Linked DNA regions of Mus musculus: region 1 is linked to region 2. A link is a contact called in public HiChIP or PLAC-seq data. All regions are on one chromosome and are shown on one strand. Each heading gives the region's core, a stretch centred on a gene start, on an enhancer-like site or on the middle of the called end of the contact. The rest is flanking DNA. Distances are from core to core; before and after follow the strand shown. Region 1 overlaps Mpped2 (metallophosphoesterase domain containing 2). Region 2 holds the start of Pax6 (paired box 6).

Evidence for each region. HiChIP or PLAC-seq counts read pairs in DNA pulled down with a chosen protein or histone mark.
Region 1: a contact with region 2 is called in an H3K4me3 HiChIP or PLAC-seq map of stem cell-derived neural progenitor cells, with 4 times the contacts expected there. The contact joins the enhancer-like site here to the promoter of Pax6 in region 2. A contact is called at or near these places in 4 of 39 promoter capture datasets (the 3T3-L1 cell line, embryonic stem cells and liver), 3 of 115 datasets of contacts at active chromatin or transcription factors (astrocytes, embryonic stem cells and stem cell-derived neural progenitor cells) and 1 of 9 other capture datasets (liver).

The regions. Positions count from the first base shown.
Region 1 is chr2:106,854,160-106,860,292 of GRCm38.p6, reverse strand. The region is part of intron 4 of Mpped2 (metallophosphoesterase domain containing 2); the gene reads right to left. Among named protein-coding and RNA genes, the nearest start is that of C130023O10Rik, 39 kb to the right of the region's middle. Within about 2 kb of position 4,107, at least 47 of the 459 cell types and tissues checked have an H3K27ac peak or open chromatin away from gene starts, as enhancers often do. A contact at or near this core is called in stem cell-derived neural progenitor cells, where this site is marked.
Region 2 is chr2:105,671,928-105,678,090 of GRCm38.p6, reverse strand. It overlaps Pax6 (paired box 6), which reads right to left and starts at 2,347. Exons shown (of 12, transcript NM_001310144.1): 1 at 2,119-2,347. RefSeq lists a cis regulatory region at 2,733-2,867, a promoter at 2,286-2,867 and an enhancer at 5,558-5,758.

The DNA of each region.
Region 1 (6,133 bases), core at 2,858-5,357, 1.2 Mb before region 2:
AGCTAGAAAGTGGAGGAACCAAAAAGAGCACCCGATTTACTTGGTACCCCCTTTCTAAGTCTCCTCCTCATCTTCCTGGAGCCGGTGCCCAACAACCCGATAATAAAATGGTAACAATCATGAAGACAGCTGTTGTTCATTAGGTGTCTGCATCGGCAAAGTTCTAGTCTAAGTATTTTACTGCATACTTCAACCTCACAATGTTTAGCGCTCCCGAGATAGATATCATTACCATCCATTTTACAAACGATGAAACTAAGTAAACGTAACTTGGACATAAAATAAGACACTCTGGTTCCAAGCAGAGTTAGCCACCATGCCAGTCCCTCTTCCTGTGCACTACCTAAATAACTTACTTGCCTTAGATGAACCACTTCTGGACTCTTTCAAGTTTGTCTGTGGCTTGAAGACAAATGCTATCTCCATTTTATGGTTCCGAAATCAAGCTGTAACATGATGGGGTAGACAGACACCTGGTGCTTTGGCACACCCAGATCTCTCCTTCCTCTGGTGACAATGACATATTTTTTCATTGGTAAGTTGCTCCTTCCCTGTCATAATCTCTTTCCAGTAAGGTCGATTCCATTCCGAGTCTTGGATGGAGCGACTTGCATTTGTCTGTATGTGGTTTGCCTGTAATTCACTTACAAATGTACACGCTGGGCAGCTGAGTGTCATTCCTGGGAGTTGGCCCTGCTAAGGAGGAGGTCAAGCTCCTCCTGGAATCTCAAATCTCAAGAATGGGCTGGGAGATGCTTTAGCGACCCTTTAGTCTCTGCTTGAGAATGAATGAACGACAAGGAAACCCAACAAAGGAAAGAGAGGGCTTCAATGATGGCCTTAGACACATGGATTCAGCTGTGCCTCACTGGACCTGAACTCCTTCTTGTTAGATCCCTTCTTTTCATTAGCACCTGTTAAGTTCCACTTCTTATAACTGAAAGCTCTACTAAACACAACCATTGTACTAGTATAAAAAATGAGCTGTGTTATCTGTCATGGGCATTAGAGTTCCCTGCTAAAAGGTCCATAACCTTCTTACCTAGAACCTGTGAATATATACTCCAGTGGCAAAGGTTACTTAAAATAGGGACATAATCCTGGATTATATATGGCAGGTCCAGTGTGACCAACCAAGGCCTCTGACAGTGGTCTCTAAAGGGCAATAGGAGTGACATGAGTGGAGCAATGAGAGACAACTAACTCAACCTGATATCGCTGCCTTTGAAGATGGAGGATGAAGTCTAGGAGGCTAGGGATGGTGGTGGCCTTGAAAAGCTAGATAATGGAAACTTAAAAAGTGAATTGTTGATGGAGCATGGTGGCATAGGCCTGCAATCCCAGAACTTGGCAGGCAGATCTCTGAGTTGGTAGCCAGTCTGAACTATATAGCCAGTTCCAGGATAGCCAGGGCCATCCTGTAAAATTCAGTATGACTAGAGTCAGACTTCGATTAACACTGACAAATATGACACATTTGTGTTCCTGTTGATTGGTTTAAAAAGCCATAGAAAATAATTAGTATCTACCATGTTTTAGCAGGCTGGGGGCTCTAGGGCCCGTGAGGAGTTCTGGATGCACTACATACCAAGTAAGGTCCCTGGCTATCCTGGGAGAAAGCAATGCTCACTGTCCTATTCTTGATTTACTAGGCAGCACTAGGCATCAGGTTTGGGAAGAAAGCCTGAGACTCTTCTAGAAAGGAACCTATCAGCCCTGTTCTCTCCTGGCCTCTAGCATGCTCACCATCGGGTTCCTGCATATTTTCATTCAGGTCTTAAACGGCAGAGCTCCCCGGCTTGGAAATGCCCACCCTTCTTCCTTTTACAGTGACCCTTGTCCAAGATTTGTCTTAAAAGGAAAAACAAAACAAAACAGAAAAACAACTACGGAACCCAGGGAAAACCCAGCATTTTGGCAGAAGGGAGACTAAAGAAAAAAAATAAGCAAAAACATCTGCTCTCCTAAATTCTGAAAACAAGCCTCTGGACCTTTGGTTCTTGTTTGGATGGAAAATAAAGAAGAGTTTGAAAGGGTCCCAAGCACACCCAAGTTGTGGGGGCAGCAAGGGGCTTCATTTTGCTGGAGACAGGCAGTTTTGAGCCCCAGGGCACCCTAGGGACTTTCTTAGTCAAAGGAACAGGAGTTCATTTCTCCAATCTTTCCAATGTTCCTCTTGTAGCTTCTTCTCATATAAGCCTGTAGTCCTACCCTCTTCTTCTCAGGAAGTGCTCAGTTTTATAAGCTTCCAGGGAAAGACGAGGCTGAACTCACAGTCTATAGATAACCCAAGCTGTGTTTGCTTAATGTTAAACTTGTGACAGAATGCAGAAGGGTCCAAGTTAAGGACAAAGTTTTAATGTGTCTGGCTTTTATTTGAACTCAAGCCCCTGTGTGTATAACAGTGAGCGGTTACGTTACAGTGACAGGAACATTTATCAAGGCCCTGATATATTTTACACAGAGCCTTTATCTAGATTATTGGCTTTAATTCCTCACAGCACTCCTTAAGCATGCAGTCTCAGTTTATATTTAGATAGAAGCACGCCATTAGTGATAGCAATTTATCAACATCTCCAGCACTAGTATTGGTAGCTACCTACCATGTAAGCCTAAACAGGCCAACTCCACTCTACGGTCTTCAGTTAAATAATAGTGACAAAAACCACCTCATGTGATTTTTAATGTGGGAGTCCCACAATTATAATGGAAACATTAAAGGCATCTGCACCTGCATCAGCCTTTCGGTCTGAACGCTGGATGGTTCCAGAAGCTGGCATGGGACTGCCAGGTGGCTTAGGGAAAACAGTGTGATGCCGCTGCTATTTTTCACTCATCTACAGTTCCTGTCTCCTGCACATAAGGAAGGTCTTCACACAAGGTAGTGGCAATAAGCCAGGAGGAAAAGCAGCCTGGTAATGTTTTCCAGAACCAGCCCAGCACAGGGAAAGAAATGGGGCCCCTGGATGTTTGGATGTTGGGTCCCATTCTGATTATGTTCTAAGTCCCATTCTGTCCTCAAATTCACTTGCTGATGTGGACCTTAGGTAAGGGAAGGACCCACAGCGGCCAACAATGAGGGGACTCAGTTCTGGGTTTCAAGCTTGCTTTTAGGAATGTGTTAGTTCCCTGCGGAAGCCCAGTACACAGTGCAGGTGAACACTGAGGCAGTCTGCCCAGGGAATAGGAAAGACAGACCCAAGGGTGGCTTCAGACTGCCACCTTGACACACAGGGCAGCTGGTGACACCTGGCACTCGAGCTTCCTATGACCTCATGCTCACAACATTATACTTTTCTGTACCGATTACCCAGGTTCTGACGAATGCTGTGAGTTATTCTCAGTCAACTGTCCAAATTGCCTGTGAGGGACCCAGTGCAGGGTGGGAGGAACGTCTGCGCAGACGAAAGGCGGGCGGGCTCTGTCAATGTCAGTGAATAACGCTCTATCCAGTTCAGTGTGAATTCTGAAACATGAGACCCCAGCAGTGAGCCCATCAGAGTTTCACTGGAAAATATGCGCATAGCCAACCTCCAGAGAGCCACAATAGGTTTTGTTCTGCAGCAACAGGGGGCAAGGGGGGAAAAGAGGATGGAGGAATCCAAGGAACAATGTCTAGTGCCTTGGCCAAGGACTTCATAATTAGCTGTGACTAACAAATACCACATGGGAACCAACTTGTAAGAAAAGGACTCACAAAGCACCTTCATGCTAGTAGGCCAATCTGTGCCTGAAACCCGTCCCCTCCTGGGGAGGGATTAGAAAGGTCTGGAAGGAAGGGGAGCAGTTCCATCTGCCTGAAACCACTGGACCTAAGACTCAAGTGGACAGGAACTGGGGACACTTCACCAATCAGATCTTGGCTCTTGAATTACCAGCGGTTAGCCTCTGTGACTGGATGGCTGAGAGCAGCAGGAGTCAGGAGAGTTAAGAGGCAGAAATAGTTGGAGAGAACGTCAAGGAAAAAAAAAACAAAAACAAAAACCCAGGTCTTCTAGACGGAAGCAGGCTGAGATGAAATCGCTGCAAAGGTCATCTGTGTTTGCAGTACACAGCTCATCAGTGCAGGCAGAAGGCGCTGCTGCCCATAAATCCTAGGAGGCCTGGACAGAGAATGGCTGCTTACTCCCTCCGCAAACTTGAGAGGGGGCAGGGCCTGTCTGGCAAAGCAGGATTTACAGACAGCAGGACTGGAGGTCAGGTGTGCTGCTCTGGTTCCCAGCCCTGGTTTGGGTCACTGTCCACCTTCCATGGGCAGACAAGAACTGGGCTGCCTATACCACAAAGACCGGGAATCTTATGTGTCCAGGTCTGCTGAGTACTTCTGCAAGGCTTAGAAGCCCCGGAGTGTCTCTCTTTCTTTTCCTTAGCCGCTCTGAAGAAGAGGTCAATGGATCCTGTAACACCCAGCTGTGGGACCTGGCAGGCTGGCCTCTTTACAGTCGTGAGAACCCACAGGCTCTATAAAAGCCAGCCATACTTATTTGAGAGGCAGAGGTTAAGAGCGTGGATTATGGAGGCAAATAGATCCACGTTCAAGCCCCACACCTGCCAATCACTTCCTTGTCTTCTGTGACTTTCAGATTCCTCATCCTTGTAATAAAAAGTTATCTTCCAATGTCGATAAAAGAACTGTATGTAAGACCTTTGGCAGGACATAGTGCTAATTTGTAGTTTCTATTTATATATGGTATATTAACAATATATCTCTTTCTATAAATACCTACATGTGTAAATATGTGTACATGCAGAAAATGGCTCAGGCTCTTTCTTCTTTCTAGAATTTCCAGCCAAGTACTCAACAAGTCACAGAGCGCCCCGATCCAGAATGTTTTAAAGGTCCCCAGTGACCCCGCAAGCATTACTAGATGGCCAGACAGCCTGATCTCTTCCGGCTGATTACTTATTAACAGGCACTTCCTCAGCTCACGTTGTCTGAGTGGAAGGTTTTCCAGAAAGACACTTGCTCGCCCACCCGTCCACGCAGTCTCGCTCTGACAAATCCCTGAACCGCACAGGGCAAAACAGTTCGTCGAGGCTGCTTAGCTGGCTGGCACAGGTGATTAGAGTTTGGCAAGATCTTCAGTTGAGGAAGTTCAGAGTCGGGGGTATTCAGGGTTCTTGGAATATTTATAATAGAGGACTCAGAGAGGTTTTACTGGAGGAACTGACAAGCTGCTAATTAATGGTACCCGTGCTGCCTGGCACCTCCATTAGACTAAACTCAGAAAGTAGGGGCCAGTTTTCACCTTTCTTTCCTAGACTGTGGCCCTTCGGAATCACAGTCCTCCTTCCTCGAGCCTGGCACTCTCTCTCTGACTGAACGTCATCCTAGGTCCAAGAGAAGCTAATTTAAGCACGGCTGGTGAAAATCACCCCACACTCCACATGCCATGGAGCTGTCATGGTAATTCATGATCTCCAGCTCACCATCGCGATGGCTGAGCCCTCCCCTGCTCGCAAAGCTTCCCTGTCAGTTAGAAAGAGCAGTTTCCCTGACACCAGATGTGTCACCCTGAATATCCACATGAGAGGCTGTCCCCTTCTCCTCCTCCTGTGCTCCCTCCGTCCCTGTCTTGCTTTTCCTAAGCTCTGGATTTTGAGAAACCTTCTGTCTCCTACATAAGTCCTTCTATTGGCTAGTCTGCAAGTTATTTTCCTGTGCAGTTAAAAAAGATGTCTTGCTTTGGCCCACAGACTGACTTGAATCAGATAGACACACAGACAGACAGACACAGACAGACACAGACAGACACAGACACACACACACACACACACACACACACACACACACCCTTGTTAGCAGAGAGAGGAAAAACTTCTATCTTTCTACCCTGTGCAGCTGCTTGGACAGCCCGCCTCACCAGACACTGGCTCAGCTGCTCCAAAGGGCACTGCAGGCTTTTCTTCCGACAGCTGTCTTGTCCCGGCTCTTCACTAGGGCTTTGTAGTATCGCCTTTAGTCATAAGGTGCTTGGGATGAAAAGATACTGTTCTGATAAAGGGCAGTCCTGGGTGACTAAAGTGGTCTGTGTGCTGTGTATGCAAAAGGAGGAAATGGTACCAGGCAGTCCCCTGAGCCCCATGACCTACAGGTGGGGCTTCTTGAGCCAAAGGATCAGACACTGCCATT
Region 2 (6,163 bases), core at 1,098-3,597:
ATCCCCCAAAAGCTAGCTGATTAGTTTCCCAAGCAAGTGGGAAGGTGATAGCACTTCAGGTTCCGGTTTTGCTCGGTTCCCACCCTCCTCTCCTCTAAGAAGCTATCTAATTACCTAAGTAGTCGTTAACACTCAGTGCAGAAAGCACCCTGGGAAGCAGGGCACACCCTGCACCCGGAAGCAGACCTATTCTTAAAGAAGCTAGACCCCTCTGCCTCAGCCCAAACCCCTAGCCTAGGCTAGGTCTTTGTATTGCCTTGGAGGGGGTCATAGTCCTGCATCAGGAATGAAGGAGTATTCAGAAATCTCCAAGGCCACAAGGTCTGAGTCTCCAAGGTCCATTGGACCTCTGTCCTCCTCACTCCCTGACCCAAACCCAAGCCAGAACTCTCACACTATGCTATTGTTTCAATTATTTAAATTTCAAAACCTACTCCCGCATTCCAGAGCTGAAGTGTTCAGAGAAGCTTGGGTTCTCTCTTCCAGATGCCCTTCCTGGAAATTAGCAATTAGGGCGACAAAGTTTACCCTCCAGGGCCAAATGATTACAACTCATCAATTGCCTTCAAACATATGCAAAGATCCCCAGCAGCCCTGCTCCCGGTTAGCGGCAACCTCCTCCCCGTCAGCGGCAACAACTAACTATTCGTGCTCTTGGGTAAACCTGCTAGGCTTTCAAGGATTTTAGCTTGTCAGTTGTTTTTCTGATCCTATCTCCTCAGCCCTTCCCAAGTTCGAGTTTAACATCCAAAATGGCGAGAGAGAGAGAGAGAGAGAGAGAGAGAGAGAGAGAGAGCATTCACTTTGTTTTTAAACTTTTCAGAAAGCTCATTAATGAAAGGCCAGGTTTTTTAGCACTCGAAAAAGAAAGCATTTCCACTTGAAATTCAACTCCATTTCCCTCAATTACACTTGCTAAAATTCGAGGCTATTATGGCTCAGGGAGACTGAGGAGATCTGCCCCGGGAAAGAGGCAACAACTTTCTGAACTTTGAAAAGCCACTTTTCCTCCTGGGGTCTTAGAATCCAAAAGCTCTCGAATTACTCAGACTAATTAGCAGGGAGAGGACGCGATCCGAGGAGAGGGAAAGCCAGTGCTTTCTTGTAGTTTTTTTTTTCCCCCTTTAGGCCACACAAAGAAAAATATCAGTACACTCGAAAAGGGGGAGCAAACCGCCTTTCCAGCTCGAAACTTGTTGAAATGGCAACACGGGGTACAGCTTGGTCAATGGAGACACGGGAAAATACCCACCAAGAGCTGGAGGTGGGAGTCCACAGGACAGGGAACACACCAACTTTCGCAAGATAGAGTTGTGGGAAGCCGGGAGAGCTAGGGCGTTTGTTTCCAAATCTGAGCTCAGCGCTCGGCTGAGGCTGGAGGCGAGGGCCCTGGGGGGTGGATGGAAGCTGGCAGTCCTTGCGATCGGCTCGGAGCTCCCTCGCAGAGCGCATCCGACCGCCTCGGCCTAGTGGCTTCTTTCACCGCCCGCTCTCGCTCTGGGTCCCTCGTGGCCTCCGGCGCACGGCCGTGGTGCCCATCCAGACGGCTCCGGCTGGCGGAGGGCGCGATGACCCTTTGGTGCTCGAGTGCTGCGGGCAGTTCTGTGCCGGGAGAATCTTGCACAAAGCCGGAGCGCGGGCTGGCGGGAGGCGGCGCGGAGAGTCGGCTGGTTGGGCGCTCTTTGCGCGCTGGCTCGGCCCGGGCTGGACAAAAGCATCGCCGGCGGCTGCTCTCCGCGGCCTGGGGCACGGAGGAGCCTCTACGTCCCTTTGCGCTGACCGCGAGCTTTTGGAGGCGCTGAAGCTGAGAGCTGCGGTTTGCGGGGGCGCCCTGCAGCCTAGCTGCTCTCCGAGAGCTCCAGCCGCACTTGCGCTGGTGCAGAGCCAGCCGCCTGCCTGAAGATCCGCGCTGTTGTGGCTCGCGCGGACCGTCGCCCTCCGACGCGGGCTTTCGCTGGAAGTAGAAAGTTTGGGCTCCTGCGTGGAAACTTCTCAGGCCCAACTCTCCCGGCGTAGCAGTGGGGGAGGGGACCGGCGAGAGGGGAGGAAAGAAGAGAGGGAGAGACCTGCCAGGATATTGAAATATAAAGAAATTGAGAAGAAAGAAGCGGGACTCACCTTTAAGAGGCATCCTCTCTTTCGTCGTTGTCAAGGCTCCTGTCAAGAGTTTTGAGGGCTTTTTTTTTTTTTTTTTTTTTTTTTTTGGTTTTTGTTGTTTGGGTCCCCCCCCCCTGTTGTTGCTTAAAGACCACAACGGTTTGAAATGACGGTATTTTAAAGGAGTTGCTCGTGAGAGTTTTCTCCACGGACGCTGCTGGGTTGGTGTGTGAGAGCAATTCTCAGATCCCTGGGAAGAAGACAGAGATTGACAATAAAATGGGCTGTCAGCGGCTGGAGAGTGAGAGATAAAGAGTGTGGGGAAGTGGCTGCAGCCAGCACACCTATGCTGATTGGTGATGGCTCAAGTGTGTTAATGTGTGTGTGCCGGCGCCCGGCCTCGCCTCCACCGCTCCTCACTGGCCCATTAGCGAAGCCTGACCTCTGTCATCATCCTCCAGCAAAACACTTCCTCCTGCGCCTGAACCAGAGCGGGAAATGAGGCCGAGCCACGGTTCGCTTTTCAAACCCACTAATCACTCCGCAACATGCAAATGCACCGCTCGCTCCCACACAAAATATTGCTTTATGCAAAGCAGCGCCGGGGCCTCGCGCCAGCCGATTGGATGCTCCCTCTCCCTGCCTGGTGCAATTGGTCGGTTTGTTTGAATATGAATACACTTGTTTTCGGCTCTGCCGGTGGGTCCCGGCTTCTCTCTCCGGCGCTGGGCCCCCCGCTCCTAGGCTCTGGCGCTCGCCGAGGTCTCCCGCTCCATGCGCTTCGGCGGCCAGCGCTGCGGCCGCGAACTTGATCAGTCTAATGGAGGCCTCTGAGCTGGAAGCATGCTGCCCCCGTAACCCCAAGCTGGGCCAGGGGTTCTCAGTCCGTGGAGGTAGCAAGTTTCACCATCTCTACGAGGTCCTTTCTTGTACAGTGGCCTGCCGCTCCGCCCCATTTCACCCTAACTTCCCACCCCTTGTCCACCTCGGCCTTGGCCCCAGGACACAAAGTACAGCGGTGGCGGCTCTCTAGCCCACCTGACTTTTAGGAACAAGAGAAAAGAGGCGGGAGTGTCCCTGGATCCCAGCAGCCCCCACTCCGGCGATGGTGGCACAACTATGCCTAGGCCCGAAGAGGGCCTCCAGGCCGAGAACTCAGCGAGGCCCGGCGGTCACCCCAGCTCAGGCCTCCCGAGCCTGCCCATTTTCCCCCCACCCCACTCCCGCACCGCTGGCATTTTCTTCTCTTTCTGCTTTCCGAAGCCGCCGTGCTCAGCGGAGCGGACGCACTGCCCCAGCCTGGAGAGGCTCGAGTAAACACGCCACTTACTTTGTGTACAGAGGATTCTTGTGAAAAGCTCTGAAGAGTCCTCACCAAACACTCTCCAACTTCTCCCACGTGCCATTTGTTGACTAAGTGCGGCTGCTTTTCCAAGCCATCGAAAGGAGGGGAAGACAAGAGGGGAGGGGAAGTAGTGGAAGCCTGAGGGTGGGGGTGGGGTTTGACCAATGCTGGGAGAGATTCTGCAAGTGTGTGTCCTCGCCGGCTTTCTTGGTGTGTCAACGTGTGTCGTTGTGAGGAACCGGTTATCTGTGTGTGGTGCTTATGTATCCCCGCCAAGACTCCCTTCTCTTGGGTCAGCTCAGTCCACGGAGGCAATTCCCCTTCAACTGTTGCCAGAAAAACGGCGAGGACAGTAAGTAAATGGCTTTTCCCTCCTGACCACACACCAGAAGTCCATTTGTTGAATGCCGGACATTAGGATACACCTCAGTACACTCCAAAGACGTCCCTTGGAGTCTGCAGTTTAGGTGACAGGGGAGCAGGCAGCCGCCTTGTCCTGAGCTGTCCGGAGCTATCTCGCAGCCTGCGGGCCTTGGAGCCGAGAAGTAGAAGGCCTGAGATCCGGAACACACTCAGAACCCAGCAAAGGGAAGTGGGGTTGGCAAAGATCAGGCAAGGAGGCCGAAAGCCACCATCGAAGCCTTTGATTTTTTTTTTTTTTTTTTTTGACTTAGGGAAAGAACCGAAAGTCAGCGTCCAGCAGTAGTCTGCTCACTCAGTTGATCTCTGGCAGGCTGCGCTGATGAATCCCCATGGGAGTTGGAGCCAGATGGACGCTGCAGGCTGCCTCTGAGCCTGATTTGGACATCCTAGTCTAGCCCTTGCCTGGGGCCCAGCAATAAGGACCCAAGGAGCCTTAGCAGAGTTCCGGGGACAGAAGAGGCCTTCCGTAACCCGAGCCAGAGGTGGGTTAGCACAAACTGCTCATCTCCTCAGCTTGGGAAAGGTGGCTGACTAGCTGGGCTCACTCTGGAGGACCTAAGGCACTGGATCGGAGCTAGAAGGAAACACTGGCCAGAGGCTAAGAAGGTGGTGCCACTGCTGCAGTTGGCGGCCTCCAGTGAAAGATTTCGTAGGACCGGGACTTTCAGAGGTTCCCAGGAAGTCCTGCCTGAAGTCCAAGTTCCAGATCAGAGAAGTCAGCATTCTCCTTTTCTCCCCTTTTACATCTCAAGCAAGCATTAAAGAAGCAAGATGAGGGGGGGGGGTGCCCAGCGACTGTCCCAATTGGAGGCGGCGAATATCATTTTTACAACCTCTCAATTAGCAACCCAGTGGATTAGCACCCTCTTAAGCTTTGCCTAAGAAAGAGGCAGCCATAATCTTGTTGCTATTTCCCCCCAGGGCACTGGCTCTTTCAATCAGCCCCTTCTCCCACCCACAACCCCCATCTCACCTCAGAGAAAAGTTTTAACAAAAAAATCAGAAGAAGCTAGGAGCCTGGCATGAATGCCGCTGACGTCATTGGGTGGGGATGGGGGCTTCGGGTGGGACTGTTGGAAACTGCACAAACAAGAAACAGAAAGGACTTGGCTGCTCTAGTGTGTCAATATTTGGGGAGGGGAGCTGAGGAACAGAAAGAGGCAAAGTTTCTAAAGTTTAAGGAAAGGGATGAGAGCCAGGATCTCTCTCTCTCTCTCTCTCTCTCTCTCTCTCTCTCTCTCTCTCTCCTCTCTCTCTCTCCCTCCCTCCCTTCCTACTCTCTCTCTCTCTCTCTCTCTCTCTCTCTCTCTCTCTCTCTCTCTCTCTGCCTGTCCTTGGTGAATCATCTTTTCTGCCAAGCACCTGCTGTCGGGAAGAGACCTGGAAGGAGGGAGGCTAAAACCAAGGTGCAAGGCACTAGTAAAACGGAGACAACGCTCGGGTCGCCATTTTAACTGAGGCTTTCAACCCGTCGGAGGCCCATTTCGCTTGTCCTCCAGTGTTAGTGTTAGAATAGAAAGGCTGGCGAAGCTGCATTTTAGGCGCCCCCCCCCCGACCCCCGCTGCCTTTCACTACTACTCTGCTACTCTTTCCTCCGTTCTACCCTCTGACCCGTGCGAGGACGGGTTTTCCTCTGGCCGGGTAACTGAAAGCTCGTGGTGTAGAGTGGCGCTGGGGGCATCGAGGTTTGCCCGACGGTGTTCAGAACCTCTCTAACCATCATGGATGCGAAAGTAGGAGGCCCCTTCAGAATCACTCCCAACAGTCCCTGGTAGCCTGTACCCACCGCATTTAGTCTCTGTCCCGAGAGCGGCCCCTGGCGAGGCAAAGAAGTGCCCAGTTCTCTGGGGAAATGTGCTTTGGCCTCACAGCCTCAGAACAACCAGTACTCCATTCCGTGTTCCCACACCTCCAAACTCCCATTTTGACTGGTCCTAGCTGAGGCGCGGTTGCAGACACACTGAGGAGGGCAAGGATGAATTTCTTTGGAGGAGGAAGGTCTCAGTAAACACCCGAGACACTTTAGAGAGCTCCAAGTGTGTCTCTTTCTGCAGGCCCTGAAGAGTGGATTCCAGGGATCTCTGGGATGGCAAACAAATCAAAAGGTCATAAAAATCAAAGTCTTCCACCCTAGCCACCCAGTTCCTGATGCCTCCCTGGCTTGGGGCTTTCTCTCTCCGCTTACCCCAGCAACCTGCCTGAATCCTGCTCACCGGCTAGCCTAGCCAAAGCCCAGGACAGTACAGAAACAGAAGAGAGCCGAACGACCGCCCAGCGGCGCCTCCAGGCTTTAGCTT